2 separate regions of the Mus musculus genome follow, and region 1 is linked to region 2. Evidence: chromatin contacts called from public promoter capture Hi-C data. All regions are on one chromosome and are shown on one strand. The core of a region is the stretch at or near the end of the contact, and the rest is flanking DNA. Distances in the headings are between cores, read along the strand shown.

Region 1 (3,531 bases), core at 508-3,007, 190 kb after region 2:
AAAAGGTCATTCAATCCCCAAAGGAGTTGTGACCCACAGGTTAAGAACCACTGTCATAGATCCTGTGCTGGAAATACATCACTGAGCAAGACAGGCAGTCCCAGCCATCACAGGGATTCTTCCCTGGCCCCTATGCTGTCCTTAGCTGACTGGCTCGGAGCTACATGTGCTATTGTACAGCTCACTGCCAGACTGATTTTTTTTTTTACAGGTCCTGGGCTCAACACTTAGTAGATTCTCAGGGAGAAATGGATGGATGCATGCATGCACGCATGGGTGGATGGATGGGTAGTTGAGTGGATAGATGGGTGTGTGGATAGGTAGATGGGTAACTTGGTGGGTAAATGGGATGGCAGATAGACAGATTGGTGGACAAAAGAACAGACAGATAAATGGATGGAAGGATAGATGGCAGCATAAATGGACAAATGGGTGGATTGGTGGGTATGTAAACTAATGAATGACAGATGGATAAGTGGGTGGCTCTAGTTTCCCTAGAAACAAAAATCTGTGCATGAGGAGCCTTTGGGGTCTAGGTATGGCTCGGTACCAATCCTTATTTATAGCTTGAAAGTGGGTCAGCCTGGCACAGAGAGAAGCAGGTCTTTGAAAGCAGGGGAGGCAGACAGTGCAGTATAATAACTCCAGGTTTAGTCTTCAAGGAAAGGAAGCAGCCCTAGGCGTCTTCCCTATGACCTGCCACACCATCCTGGCTTCTGTCAGGGAGGGAGAAAGCTTGGTTTGCTAAAAACAGTCATCCATTGCCTTCCCAATCAGGCCTCTGACATGCTAGCTAGTCCCATGTCACTTGTCCTCTTTGTTTTGATGCTTCAAAATTGTGGTGTACATTGCCTTCCCCTCTAAGTGAGCCCAAGGATCAGTGGCAAGGAGTTTGGAGCTAGGGAGATGATGGGCATGTGGGCTCAGGCAAATGGAAAGAAAGCATCATGAGTCATAGCAACAGCTGGCTTCCCAGGCAGAGCCCAGAGGGCCTGGTTCCCAGGAAGATATTTAAAAGCTGGGCACTCCAGTGTTGCTCCTAGTATCTCCAATGCTGAACAATGGTGCTAGGAATCCATGCTATGGAGTCAAACTGTGCACTCCCCTGCCTACGTCCCTCTTTAGCATTCTCCACCACAGAGGGGACTATCTTCATTCAACTCAGTTACAGTTAGCAAGCTCTCTCCAGGCTCCATTGCTAAGCCTGAGCTGGGTGTGGGGATTCACTTTCTCTTATGCCGTCATAGCTTACTCATTATAGCATCTGTCCTTGTGGAGTCAAAAAAAATCAAAGGGCCAGATGTGGTGTCTGTAATCCCAATTACGCCTGTAATCCCATCACTCAGGTAGCAGTGTCAGGTGCGTCAGGAGTTCAAGGTCAGCCTGGGCTACATAGTGAATTCAAGACCAGCCTCGGCTATGTGAACCCTTATATCAAAACAAAACAAAAAATAAAATGACCAAGAGAAAGATTAGACTAGAAAGTCTTTAAGACCCTTCGCAAAGCAGACATTCTGGCCCCCTCTGCTTCCCTTTCCTCCACCCTAGCAGCTGATGGCAATTACTTTCTGACATTGCTAGATCAGGATACAGAAAGAAACACCAAGTGGTTAGGAGGTAAAATTCTAGCAGGACACTGCCTTTTCTCTGATAGCAGGGACTTGAGGACCTCCTCTAGTCAGTCTATGAACACACCAGGCCTGACACAGGACCTCAGGTCCCTGGATTAGACTATCCAGGGTGGCACTGTGCCAATGCAAATGTGGCAGGCCTTGGAAGGACTGAAGAGGACAGAGGGAGTGTAGGCGGGACGTTGGGCCAGCATGCGCCATCCCTTGCTTGCTTGGTCTGCTATCTGGCCTGATATTCTTTCCTTAACCAGGGCTGAGATCAAGTTGCAGGGGATTCACGAATGGCGGGAAGAAGGCTGTGTCCCTTTCTGGTCACCTGCCCTGTGCGAGCTTTAAATAGCAGCCCTGCACCCACGCATGCATACCTCTGAAGAGCCAGCTTCTGGGACCTAAAGCAGAGGGCAGACAGATGTCTGGCTGGGTCCTGTGGTAGGAGACAGCAGGAGACACCGGGCTATGAGGCGACTCCTGTTTTGCTTGTCTGTGCCTCACTCCTTGAAGGCACAATCTGTGGGCTTCTCAGCCTCCAGCTGCTCCTCCATCTACAGAGCCTTTTCTAATCTCTTTTTTGGAGCTGGTGTTGGGCTTAGCTGTTTTCTCTGTAACTTACCTCTCTCTTTAGGTATTTCCTATTTCCAGACTATCTCTGCCAAGGAGTTCAACTAAAGCAGGTCTTTGTTCTTTTCTGGATCTTCAGCCCTTGGCCTAGGGCCTGGCACAGATTGCATGCTGTGTGCCTGCCCAGGGGCAGCCCCTTGTGAATTGGAATCACCCAGTGTGTCTCTCAGACCCGGTTCTTCTCCACACTGTATGGCTGCCCCGCATCTGACTCCTCCGTGAAGCAACCCATTGTGCATTCAGCTTTAGATCTGATGTCTGAGGTCTCCTGGCTCTCTGCCCTCCTCTCCTGGCCTGTAAGGACCCTGCCAGCTTGTCCTCAGATGCCAGTTCACAGCTCAATTTACTGGGCCCCCAAGGACTAGTGCTCATCTTGGCATTGGACTTGAGAGCAGCTCTGGGTCCCCCTGAGTAGCTGGCAGCTGTGAAGTTGGTCCAGTTGAGGAAAGATGGGAACAGGGAACAGGGCTAGGGGTCTGTGGGGTTCCTTCTCAAGGAACAGTTAACCTTAAACACTCCTGCAGTTGCTAATATAATCGTATTAGTGGAGATGAAAAGCTTTGTAAACGGTAAAGTGCTCTGAAAAGCAGAAGTGCTGAGGAGATGTCTTAGACGGTAACGTTTGCTAGGTAAAACGTGATGGCCTTAGTTTAAGCTCTAGAACCCAGCCCCCCACTCAAGATAAAAAGAACACGGTGGTACATCCTTGTAATAGTGGTGATGGGGAGGCAGAGGCAGGTGTATCCCTGGGACTCAATAACCAGGCTACCTATGATGAGCAACAGGCCACAGAAAGACCCTGTCTCCAAGAGTAAGGTGAACCAGGTATGATAGTGCATGCTTTTAATTTCAGCAGAGGCAGGTGGATCTCTGTGAGTTTGAGACAAGCTAGGTCTGCATAGTGAGTTCCAAGACAGCAAGGGCTATATAGAAAGACCCTGACTCAAAACACTAAAAACCAAAACAACACCAAAAACCAAAAACAAGATGGACGGCCTAGCAAGATGTCTCACTGAGTACAGATGCTCACGACCCTGCCTGACAGCCTGAGTTCCATCACCAGACCCCACCTAAAGATGGAAGGCGAGAACAGACTCCCTAAGTTGTCTCCTCTGACATCCACGTGTGTGCCATGGCGGGCACATACCCACCCTCTAAACACAGTAATAATAAACGTTTAACCATTCTTAACAAGAAGTTAAGGTAGACCGAGTGTGATGGTGCACACCTTTAATTCCAGTACTCGGGAGCCAGAGGTCTGTGAATTCAAGGCCGGCCTGGT
Region 2 (3,439 bases), core at 857-3,356:
AGAAAGGGAATCCACGGGACTCATAGCCAGCCCAACCAAATCAATCAGCAAGCTCAAGGGCAAAGGTAGATAGACAGTGCCTGTGACAGTGCTCTGACTTATGGAGGGGGATAGGAGGGCAGGGAGAGACGGAGAGAATGGGGGGGGGATGGAGAGGGGGAGACAGAGATAAAGAAGGAAAACACAACTGACTGTATTTAGGTCAGCTCTCTATCCAGCACAGCAATTTCACCTACAACGTTCCCCAAGGTAATCAATTAAATGCCCAATGACAACTCCCTGTGGTGACAAGGAGTTCCACGCTGTGTCCAAAGCAAAAGAGAACTGATTCCTTGAAAGTTTTTATGCTCAAAACCACTTCCCTTACCGCACTGATCTTAACTGTAGTCTCCTGAATAACCAAATACATAAATCCCTCTCTCCTTTATAGACTCCCGGCTAGACAAAGACAGCTAAACAGGCAGGAGGCTGAACAAACAGCCACCGGGTTTAAGGAGAAAACAGAGACATAAAAACAAAGAGGCTGCAGCAGCACAGACCCCACCAGAGCAGGCCCAGCCTCAGGTCAAAGCCAAGGGCTGAGAGTCGAGCCTCTTACTTGTAACCTCAACAACAGCTTTTAAGAAGCCCGGCCGTAGATGCAGTCTACTTCCAGAGTGTTTGGAACCCCTGGGTTCCATCCAAAAAAAAACCCTATGCACTAATGTACCTGTTAGTTACTATAAATTAGGATGCAAACTAGAGGCAAAAGAGATCTTGGTCATGAGAAAGACAACTAAAATTATGAATGTCTAGTTGAGCCATAAATGGGGGGGGGGCAGATTCAAGACAATTAGAAACAGGTAAAATTCTTTTAGAACAAGATCTACTCTTGTTGTAGGCTACTGCCTACAGATTACAAGGAGGGGGTAAATCTCTCCTAACAAAATCAAACAGGAAAAATATGAGTTTCATAACAAAAGGACCCTACCATCATTCATACACTGAAAATGTAAACCCGGGTGAGGGAGGATTCAAAGTCACCTAAGGCATCAAGCAAGAGGCAAAAGCTAAAACACGCTCTGCAGATTCCCCAAAGTCAATTCCTTCCAGGACACTATGTTGCTATCCTGACTCAACAAGCCCCCACCCCCTAATTCCATCCATATAAGCAGTCGCTACCTGAATCTGTCAAATTTCAGAAAACAAAACAAAAAGCAAGCGGTCTTCAAGTTAACATCTGTGCTTTTCATGCCCTAGAGCTCTCTTGGTCCCTCCAGTCTATCCCAGGTCCTATTTCATATTTCTAAGTGACTTCCACAAAACTGCAGAACGGTTAGAAACGAAGCCTGCTGAGTGATGAGGAAAGAGAGAGAGAGAGAGAGAGAGAGAGAGGAAAAAAGAAGGAAAGGAAAGGAAAGGAAAGGAAAGGAAAGGAAAGGAAAGGAAAGGAAAGGAAAGGAAAGGAAAGGAAAAAGCCATCAGTGAACAGAACCACACCCAGAACTCAAGCCTGGCGTGGAGAGCCCAGACACAGCGGAGCTAAACAAGGACGCGCGACCCACAGCGGAAGGGACAAGTGCCTTTTCACAGGGCGAGTTTCCCCGCAGATGGCAACGTGGCAGAAAACAAACAGTTGCAGAAGCTGACACCCTGCTGCAGGGATACCTCGGAAGCCCACACACAGCCCTGGACCTCAGTTTCCCCTACTCTCGGAGGAAAGGAGTTGCGGTCTGGTACCCTGTGACCCAAGGCAAGGGCATAGCTCGAACAGCCACATCTGCAAACGAAGGGTTGGTCCGAGCTAGCCGTCAGTGACTGCCGATGTCACCTGGGAACTATGACTGAACACCTGTCAAAGGTGCATGGGAGACCCCACCCCACGGGTGACCTGTCCCTGAGCAGCAGCATCCGTTTGGCGGGAGGTGCTACAGCAGGAGGTGACTCCCGACTGCAGCGCAGGGCACGCACTACTCACCGGTCGGCCCTGCCCGGCCCGGGCTCCCGCTCCGGCTCCGGCTCCGGCTCTGGCTCCCGCTCCTGCTCAGCCCACCTCGCGTAGCCTCAGCGCCGACCCCTAGCCATGGTTTTCTAGCCTCCTGGACAGCCGCTTCCGGGCCCTGTCACGTGATGCTGGCTCCCTAGCCCAGGTCACGTGCCGCTCCATTCCGTGCTCCTCCTCCCGGACCCTTGTTCTGCAGCGCCACCTGGCGGCCGTCAGCCGCTGCTTCAGAAAGGGCAGTGCTTCTGAGACCACCACAGAGCTAAGGCAGACGACCTAGATTTTGAGGCAGTCTCCAGGGAAGTCGGCATGCAAAATATCCGTAATTTTTAGCCTTGCTAAAATTTATTTGTTCAGCATATATTAACGTGCATTTACTGGTTTATAATCACAAGTTTGCACCTTTTAAAAAATAAATCGTGCAGCTAAGCCTGATGGTACAAGACTGCAATACCAGAGCAGAGAAGAAAAATAGTTCAAGGCCTGTTTGGGTTATAGAGTGAGTTCAAGGATACCCTGGGTGATTTAAAGATACCTTGCTTCAAAAAAATTTAAAAGGGGCTACTGGGAAAATGGTTTACTGGATACAATAAGAACCTGAGTTAAGATTCCCAGTACATATAAAGAGCCAGGCAAGACAATGTGTGCCAGTAACACCAGAGCTTGGGGCCAGAGCAGAAGGATCCCTTGGTCTCTTCAGCAGACTAACTGATCTAGCCAAAACAGTGGGCTCAGGTTCAGTGAGAGAACCTGTGGGGAAAAAAAGTTGAGGGAACAACTCAAGCAGACAATGTCACCATCTGACTCCCCGATGCCCCACTCCACACACACACACACATACTCCATATGCTACACACATACACATACACACACACACACACTCCATACACCACACACATAAATATACTCCATACACCACAAACACACACATACATATACTCCATACACCACATACACACAGACATATACTCCATACACCATATACATACATATACTCCATACACCACACACGTACATATACTCCATGTACACACATATATTTCGTACACCACACACATACGTACATGCACATATGTTCCATACACCACACACACACATACACACACACAAACAACATATACTCCATACATCACAGACACATATACACATATACTCATACAAACATATACCACACATACATACATATACTCCATATACCACACACACAGAGATGCAAAGACAACTTCACACATACACATACTTCATACACCACACACACATACACACTCCATATACCACACACACATACATATACTCCATACACACACATATACTTCATACACCTCACACATACATACATACATACATACATACATACACATATGCATATGTTCCATACACCTCACACATACATACATGTACTCCATACACACAGAGATATAAACAGTACATACCACACATGCATATACTCCATATACC

What was found. Promoter capture Hi-C pulls out the DNA fragments that hold promoters and counts their contacts.
Region 1: a promoter capture Hi-C map of liver shows a contact between it and region 2. The contact joins the enhancer-like site here to the promoter of Slc36a1 in region 2. A contact is called at or near these places in 6 of 39 promoter capture datasets (the C10 cell line, the HPC-7 cell line, the SN4741 cell line and 3 more), 1 of 484 Hi-C or Micro-C datasets (the N1E-115 cell line), 4 of 115 datasets of contacts at active chromatin or transcription factors (CD8 T cells, effector CD8 T cells, microglia and 1 more) and 1 of 9 other capture datasets (pancreatic islet).

What each region holds. Positions count from the first base shown.
Region 1 is chr11:55,014,402-55,017,932 of GRCm38.p6, reverse strand. The region is part of intron 2 of Anxa6 (annexin A6); the gene reads left to right. Among named protein-coding and RNA genes, the nearest start is that of Gm19911, 3.9 kb to the left of the region's middle. Within about 2 kb of position 1,757, at least 82 of the 459 cell types and tissues checked have an H3K27ac peak or open chromatin away from gene starts, as enhancers often do. A contact at or near this core is called in the N1E-115 cell line, liver and pancreatic islet, where this site is marked.
Region 2 is chr11:55,203,007-55,206,445 of GRCm38.p6, reverse strand. Slc36a1 (solute carrier family 36 (proton/amino acid symporter), member 1) reads right to left here and starts at 2,106. Exons shown (of 11, transcript NM_153139.4): 1 at 1,958-2,106.